Linked DNA regions of Anas platyrhynchos: region 1 is linked to region 2. A link is a contact called in public Hi-C data. All regions are on one chromosome and are shown on one strand. Each heading gives the region's core, a stretch centred on a gene start, on an enhancer-like site or on the middle of the called end of the contact. The rest is flanking DNA. Distances are from core to core; before and after follow the strand shown. Region 1 holds the start of WNK1 (WNK lysine deficient protein kinase 1). Region 2 overlaps NINJ2 (ninjurin 2).

Evidence for each region. Hi-C and Micro-C count contacts between places; a contact is called where the count stands out from the background.
Region 1: a contact with region 2 is called in a Hi-C map of liver, with 2.7 times the contacts expected there. The contact joins the promoter of WNK1 here to the enhancer-like site in region 2. A contact is called at or near these places in 2 of 8 Hi-C or Micro-C datasets (liver and skeletal muscle).

The regions. Positions count from the first base shown.
Region 1 is chr1:63,885,183-63,889,356 of IASCAAS_PekinDuck_T2T, forward strand. It overlaps WNK1 (WNK lysine deficient protein kinase 1), which reads left to right and starts at 1,285. Exons shown (of 32, transcript XM_072039579.1): 1 at 1,285-2,722. The coding sequence starts at 1,940.
Region 2 is chr1:63,825,141-63,829,170 of IASCAAS_PekinDuck_T2T, forward strand. All of the region lies in intron 2 of NINJ2 (ninjurin 2), which reads right to left. Among named protein-coding and RNA genes, the nearest start is that of NINJ2, 31 kb to the right of the region's middle. Within about 2 kb of position 1,986, at least 1 of the 8 cell types and tissues checked has an H3K27ac peak or open chromatin away from gene starts, as enhancers often do.

The sequences.
Region 1 (4,174 bases), core at 35-2,534, 59 kb after region 2:
TGTGAAGACTGTATCATTATTTTGTTTCCTGTTACAAAGAGTAGCTGATACAGGGAAAACAGCAATCTTCCAATTAGTGTGGAGTACTGCATTTTTTGGGTGAGGAGTACAAGCATATGAGAATTGCTTTGGTTGGTATTTTGTGACTGGGGGCTTGCGGGGCTCTGTAGGGGCTGTTTGTGTTGTGCTGTGCAGGATGAGTTCAAGCCTCACACCAGCCACACAATGCACAACTTCCTCTAAACTGCTGTTTTAGAAGTAACATTTTTTTTTTTTTAAGTTATTTGAAGTGCCAGAGTGTCTCCTGGGAACATATTATTTTCATTGGGAGATTTCCTAACATTTTATTTCTTAACGTATTTTTAAATTATGGTTGCCTAAAAGGCATGGTACCAAATCATTCACGCCTTCTCCAGTACATTCCCAGTGTCTTCAAGTGGCTGTTCTCGTAAGAAGGAAAGTGCTTGGTTTTGGTACATGACTACGAAAGCGGAACATGATATAAATAAGTAGATGACTCGAGTGTACCCAGGCTTTTTTAACCTGACAGTTCCTGATTTGTGTCAGCATTCACGTGGGCTCTTCCTGCTCGTCTGACTGTTGTACATCCTTTATGCCACTATAGCTGCCAAAGCCTTGACTCAAATGATCATTTTGAGGGCAAAGTCTGCAAATGCTGTCTCTTTCAGATAATTGTGAGCACAGTTTACATGCCGGTTATTTGCATTTTAGGTTACCTGGCCAATTGATGCATGCGCGGGTGATGTAAACCGAGATTAAAAAAGGGCCCAAAATAGACTACGTTGTGCATACGTGGTGCGTGCACCTAAGGGGGTTATCTTTGCTCGAAATTTCGAAGTGGGGAGGCGGTGTGAAGCCGAACACCTCATGCTCCCAAGGCTTGTTCTGTGGTGCCCATGGCTGGCCGCCATTCTTGTGGCATCTGGTCCGCGGTGGTGCCACCACCCGCTCCCACCCAGCGTGGTGAGCGCTGCCCTTGCGTGAAGGAGGGCGAGCTGTGAGCCGCTCCCTCCCCCTGCTGACAAAGGGATTCCCCCCAAAAAAACAAAAAAAAAAACCCTTGGGGCCTTCGAGGCGCAACCCCCGCACAAAAAAAACTACAACTCCCATGAAGCTCCGCGCGCGGCCAGCGCCGCCATCTCCCCTCTCACCCTCCGCTGCAGGGAAGGAGCGGGACGGGCGCGGAAGGGGGCGTGCGGCGCTGCGCTCCCCCCCCCTCCCCTCCGTCCCTCCCCTGCCGCCCCGCCCCCCCCGCCGTGTGTCGGTTCCGGGCGCCCGCCGCCATTTAGCGCCCAGACGGCCCCGGGGCAGCTCCGCTCCGCGCCCCGCCGCCTCTCGGCTCGGCTCGGCTCGGGGCTCACCTGCGGCGGCCGGGCGGCTCTGCGCTGAGGGCGGCGGCAGGGCCAGGAGGAGGAGGAGGAGGAGGAGGAGGAGAGCGGGAGGGCTCCGGGCCCGGCTCCGGGCTCGGCTCGGGGCTCCCCGCGAGGCCGCCGCCGTTGTGGGAGCGCGGCCTGGCGCGGGCGGAGGCTGCGGAGCGGCGGGCGGAGGCCGCGGCCGCCATGGGCGCCGCTGCGAGGCGGGGCTGAGCCCCGCGGCTCGGGGTTTTTGTGGTTTTTTGTTTTTTTTTTTCCACCCTCCCTCACCCCCCTTTTTCCGTCGCCGCCGCTCCCGGTGCCCCATGTCGGCCCCGCTGCCCGGCGCCCCGCCGCACGATGGATGCCGGCGCTGAGCGGGGCCGCACCCCGCCGCCTCCCAGCCCCGCCGTGAGGAGCCCCCGGGGCCCTCCTCCTCCTCCTCTTCCTCCTCCTCTCCCCTCGCAGCTCCCTCGGCGGCGGCCCGGCCCGCCCGCCGCTCGCTGAGCGGCCTCGGCCCCTCTCCCCCTTCCCCCCTTCTCCCCCTTCGTGCCCCCTTCTCGGCCATGTCGGGGGGCGCCGCCGAGAGCGGCCCCCCGGCCCCCCGCTTCCTGGCGCCGCCGCCGCCGCCGCCCAAGAACGGCTCCAGCTCGGACAGCTCCGTCGGGGAGAAGCTGGGAGCCGCCGAGCACGGAGCCCCCGGAGCCGGCGGGGCCGGCGGCGGCGGAGCGGGGAGCGGAGGCCGGAGCGAGGAGTACCGGCGGCGCCGCCACACCATGGACAAGGACAGCCGGGGGGCGGCCGCCACCGAGCACCGCTTCTTCCGCCGGAGCGTCATCTGCGACTCCAACGCCACGGCCTTGGAGCTGCCCAGCCTGCAGCCCGCCGCCCCCTCGGCCCCGGTGTCGGGAGGCAGCGCCGCTCCCTCCGTGTCGCCCCCCGAGTGCGCCGGCCGGACCTCCGGCATCGCCGCCGCCGCCGCCCAGGCCGCCTCGCTGCTGCAGCAGCAGCAGCCGCCGCCCGCCCCGCTCCCCGGGGAAGGACAGTGCCCTCAGGAGCCCCCCGCCGCCAAGGATGCCGCCCCGCTGCTGCCCAAAGAGGAGGAGGACGAGGCCGCCTCGCTGCCCCCCAGCAGCGCCGCCGGCAGCGCCTCGGCTGCCAGCCGCGAGTTCGAGGAGCGGAGGACGCAGCAGGAGGACATCGAGGAGCTGGAGACCAAGGCGGTGGGCATCTCCCCCGACGGCCGCTTCCTCAAGTTCGACATCGAGATCGGAAGAGGCTCTTTCAAGACCGTGTACAAAGGGCTGGATACGGACACCACTGTGGAAGTCGCCTGGTGCGAGCTACAGGTAACGTAAATAAAAATTCGGCATCGCCAAAGCATGCTCCGTCTCCCAGGTGCTCGGCTGCATGCTTGACAACGACAAAACCCATTGATTTTTGAGGTCTGCTTGACTTAGGCGGGGAGCTGCAGACCTCAGCTGAGCCTCTCCTGTGGAAGAAAGGTGGTGCAGCCTTTCCTCAGAGTCTGAATAATTTGTTTAGCTTTTTACCTTCAGAAAAGACATTGCAAGATGTTATAAGAAATACAATTCTATTTTACACCTACAAAATAAAACTGGGAGGATCGTAGAAATACTTGCACATAGCGTCAGGGAGGCAGAAGAAAAATGTGTCTGTTGCAATGTAAAGAAATGTCAACTTGAGCTCGAATTAATTTTTCACAATTTCTTTAGGTGCTTTTCTTAGGAAAAATATTAACGTGTAAATTTCACAGATACCTAATGTGCCTGTGGCAGGGGATCCTTGTAGGAGGTAACCTTAGGATATACCCAAAGTCATGTAGTTCATCACCTTTAGTTTTGCAAGTTACTGTTTCATTCTAAGATGTAGGGTTCTTGCTCAATACAGGTACAAGGAGGAAAATAATCATCTCTTTTCTGAAGCTTTGCAAAACCTGAAGTTTAAGGTTTGCAAGTGACTAGTGGATTAAACTGAGTAAGAAACTGTTCTTCTACCAAGTTTCTAGCCAGAGCAGAGCCAGCGTTCTGCAGAAGCCCAGCCTGATGATGACAAGAACACCCTTATTTCGTGCGAGTCAGAGCTTGTGTAACTGAGAGGCAGGTTGCTGTGCAACAACCTTAAAAGAAGTGGGAAGAGCTGGAGTACCAGGAACAACTACCTGGTGCAGTATTTGGCTTTCAAAGCCTCAGTGTTAAATTAAAAGGATAGCACTTGTTTTTAGGGTTGCTTCAGTGCAATCTATAGGGAGACTCATGTAATGTGGCCTTAGTATTGTGTGTGTTCTCATGCAATTTAGGGCAGACAAAAGAGCATTGGGTCAAAATCCCAGGATGTTCTGAGGAGGCTCTAAGCAGGTAGCTCAGTGGGGTAAAGTGTGGTACTAGGCCAAAACTTTGTTACCCTCAAAAGCAATTCTGTGTCTGTTCCAGTGAAACAGACAGAATATATTAAAAGATCTCTCAGTTTGTATTGATACTTGCTTTTGGATGATTGCTCAAGCATTTCAGCAGTACCTTGGTTGATTATTATATTATTGCCCTTATTTCCACAGTCAGTGAGTGTAGAATCAACTTCAGTTTTCTTTGAGATCCTTCGGCATGCACTTTTCCTACATGCTAGTTATGTTCTTGCTGTGGTGGTCCTTTGAGCGTTAATTTTAAATAAAAAGTGCTGGGCTCTGCTTAAGCTTTTCATATGCAGTTTGACCTGAGAGGAGATTAGTAATCCACCAAAATGATATGACTTTTATTTGAAATCATAATCTTTGCAGTTCTGGA
Region 2 (4,030 bases), core at 736-3,235:
AGTCCAGGGAGGGGATTTAAGGTGGTAATAGAGTAGATGACTTTCCTTAATTAGAAATATTAAGTTTGGCTTACCCTTCTCTTCCTGGAGTAATTTCAAGGGTGGGGTCACCCTGTTGTTTGGGTTTATAGCTTGCTATGTTGACAGAAGGATTCATAGGATGGAGTTGTTTTTCTTTTTCTTTCCATCCTTCAGTGCAGCTTGATGGTGCTGTAAAAGCTGGCTGTGCTAAAGTCAGGGCAGTGATATAGTGTGCTGTAAAAATGGCCATTGGTAAATCGGTAATGCTGCACATAAATTGGGAATCGCAGCTGGGCAGAGATCAGAACTGAAACAGCCAGCAGCCAGTTACTTCTCTCCCTTCTGAAAAATGGTACTGGGACTTTCCTATCCAACTTCCACTGAGTTCATCAAAAGTTAAACAATAAAATGCTTATCTTCGGCCATTTCAGATGAACTTCACAACTTAATTAAATTATTCTCCATCAGTGTGGCTCTGAAAGCATCCCCCTTGAAGTAAGATCAGACAAAGTGGCAAAATTGAGTGCCAGGATCAGTTTTTCTTTGTAAATAATTTTAGGTAGTATGGCTGTTCTACTTGGCAAACTGCATTAGGTAGATAATAGTAAACTACTTGGGTGATCACCAGGACACCAGCACAACTGGCACAAACCCAACATCTTGGATTTCAACCATCAGGTGCTGCCGTGAGCAAGGCAAAGTCATGTGTTTAAAGGGAAGTCAAAGTGAGAGGAATAAGGAAAGAGCTTGATGATATGGATGAAGGCCCTCAGGAACTAGAAAAGTAGGTGACCTCTGTCTTTGCTTTTCATGTGGGATCTGTTCGGTGCAGGCCTCTGAGACTGAGCAGGGAGTGAGGTGGTGAGGAGGGGGATTTTCGTCCCCCTCTGCTCCAGATGTGCCATCACAGCTGCTTCCTCCTGGGCATGGCCTTGAGGAGTTCAGAAGCTCACCTTTGAAACCTCTAGGTCCCGTGTCACAGCAGCCAGCCCCTTTTCCTAAAGTCTCCCTAAAAGCTGGGATCTGACTTCAGTACTTACTAGGAAGAGGGTGGCAGGAGAGAGACGAATTAGACGAGAACCGAGATAGCCAGCAGGTGGTGCTCCGTCGTAAACGTGAGGGTTGCTCCACCGCTAAGATGGTAGCAAGAATTTTTGCAGTGCCATCAGTTACCCAATGCTCGCATTTTTTTTTTCCAGTGCATTATGAACTTGGATACAATGATGACTAAAATGGGTTATATGCTATCTAGATAGAGCTCTCGGTGAGGAGGTATTGCGAAATATCACCTTATAATCTGGAAACTTCTTTGACCAGCTGCAATGTAGGTATTGGAGTAAGGGCAAATAATTCAAGAAAGCCCTAATCATTTGGGCTTCAAAGATGCCTCATGTAACTCATTTAAGATGCGGTGCCAGATGGAATCCATAGAAAAATAAATATGTAGCAACTGTAAAGTTTCTCTCTTTCTCCCCTCTATCAATCATCTATTTTAGAATTAATTTTGTGTTTTTTCTGTTGTATTAAAATAATACGCAAGAGCCTGAAAGATTGTAGTGAGTAATGCGTACAGCAAAGCTTAGGAGGGGTGCTCTGTAAAAAAAAAAAAAAAAAAAAGTGCTACTTCAGGAGATGGTCATGCATGAGAACTAGATTTTATTAAATTTGATTTATTTTCTAATGGTTGCTGTAGCCTCTGATTTTTTTTGATATCTAATATTAACTACCTAACTGGCACATGTTCCCCCAATAATATTTCTCTTCAGGTAAAACTGCCTGCCCTGCTTTAATACTAAATGCTATGAAAAAAGCAACCTGCCAGAGTCTTCAGTTTCTCTTCCCTGCAGCACAGAAAGGAAGCTGCAGTAGACTGAGACAAGTATAATGTTTTGGGCCCAGTTCTTCATACAGCTGTTGCTGTTCAGCTTTAGGTAAAAGCAACACTAAAGGTCAGATTATCTAATGTTTTAGAAATAAAACTGTCCTTGACCTAAATCCCGTGCAACTCTTGTGCAGACTGCAAGCAATGATAGACTTCGTCCAGCTGTTTTTAGTTTCCAAAGCTACGATTCAGAACAATCCTGCTCTGAAGCAAGTGTTCCCACATGGTTTTAAATGGTGAATGCCTACCTGTCTCAAATCCAGCAAGAGCAGGAACATACCCTGTTACTTTTTACCCCAACATATAGTAAACAAAAATTTGAGATAGGAAAATAAAAGGAACAGTATCTCACAACAGAGTGTTCAAGCATCCCAGAGAACGGGGTTTTATGCTTCCAAAAGCAGTGAGGGCTTTCTAGATGACTGAATAGAAATGTGCTGGCCTTCACAGGCTGCTGAGAAAGCTCATGTGGCTGAAGTTGTGCTTGTGAGAGTGCTCTATGGATAGGCATGCATGGGGAGGAAGATCAGTTTACAGGTACCTGCCAACATGTCCTGTATGGGTCAATCCCAGCACATCAGACCTTATTGCTGTTGCCCATCTGGTCCAGCATTCTGGTTCAGGCTCATGAAAGCAAAAACTGACTTATGATTCTTCCACTGCAAAATTAATAGTGGTCTTTCCTATCCATTCAGCTAAGTGCTATACCTTTTAATGAGCCTAACAGGGCTGGAACTTCTAGTATAACCAGTGGGAAATGCTCAGCCACAATACATGGCTTAGGTAGCTGTTCCAGGCAACAGGATAGCAAAATGCTGATATCTGAAAATTATACCATCTGAGGTCTTTATTTTCATCCACCTTCTTTCAAGTGACTACTAGAAACTCTGAGACTCATTGTGACACTCTAGATATCAGCATAAAGTGTTTTGCGTCAAGAAAGCCAAAGCAACATTTAAGCAAATGGCTGTGGAATGATCTTTTGGCTGCAGCCAGCTTCAGAGAAAGACCTGTCTGGCATGTACCTGCTTTGATGGCCAGCTGTGCTTGTATTGAAAGTGGTGGGGAAGAAAGCTTCCACTGACCTCCCTGGGGGAAACAGGAGCAGGCACTCAGTGAGCAGTGCTGGAGCATGGTTTTCTGTCCAAGGGCACTGATTAATAGCTCCTATTGGCTTTGGATTTGGCACATACTGAGCACTTCTGCAAGTCAGGCGGGGTTTATGTGTATTTGAGGCAATCTTCCCTTGTATAAGTAATTAGATAAGGTGCATTTAATTAGGCTGTAGAAATTAAGAAATTCAGAGCCCAATTCAGCTGAAGTTGTGCCTGCTTTCACAGCCAAAACAATGCATTTGAAACAGTTTATTGCGAATAAATCTGAGATTCCCTGTTAAATATCCATGCTTACAACAGAACTGTCATTTGGGGATGAGTGTCTCAGTATGGGGGATGGATGGAACAAGACTGCAGTTGAACAAAACTAGAACTTTAACTTAGTCTCTGGACAAACCTGGTAGTTATGGGAAGTTTAGTAATGTCAAATATTAAAGTAGCAACTACTGATGCTCAAAACTGAAAGAAATTGTCATTGCTGACAAGCTGAGAGAACTTGTTAACTTAGTGTGGAGAGTGAGAAGAAAAACACAAATCGTGTCCAGGAAGAACTTCAGGAATGGTCACTGTCTCTAGCTGTGCTGTCTGCTCATACGGTACTTGCACTTTTGAATCTTGCATTATCTTATCACTGACGTACTCGAGGGTTTGGCAGGTGATTCATGTACACTGATTCACATTTCATCCTGGGTGAAGCTTGCAGCAAAAGGTATGATCTCCAGTGTCACATACAGGGCAGGGGGGATGGGACCTGTGATCAGACTCTTCCCTGGCACAATTTTCTTCTCCGTGACTTGCAGACCTCTGATTTGCTCTGCTGCCTGTGAAGTTGGAATCGAGGTCACATTCTGGCAATTTACAGGCCATAAGCTCTCACTTATCTGTGGGTGGTTATTCAGGTTATGGATTAACTAAGCAATCATTTAGCAAACCCTGCTTTCTGCTGCTTCCGGTCCAAATTGGTACGTGGGGCTGTGCAGACTTGGCTAGGCGCTCATTTAGGATCCCCACA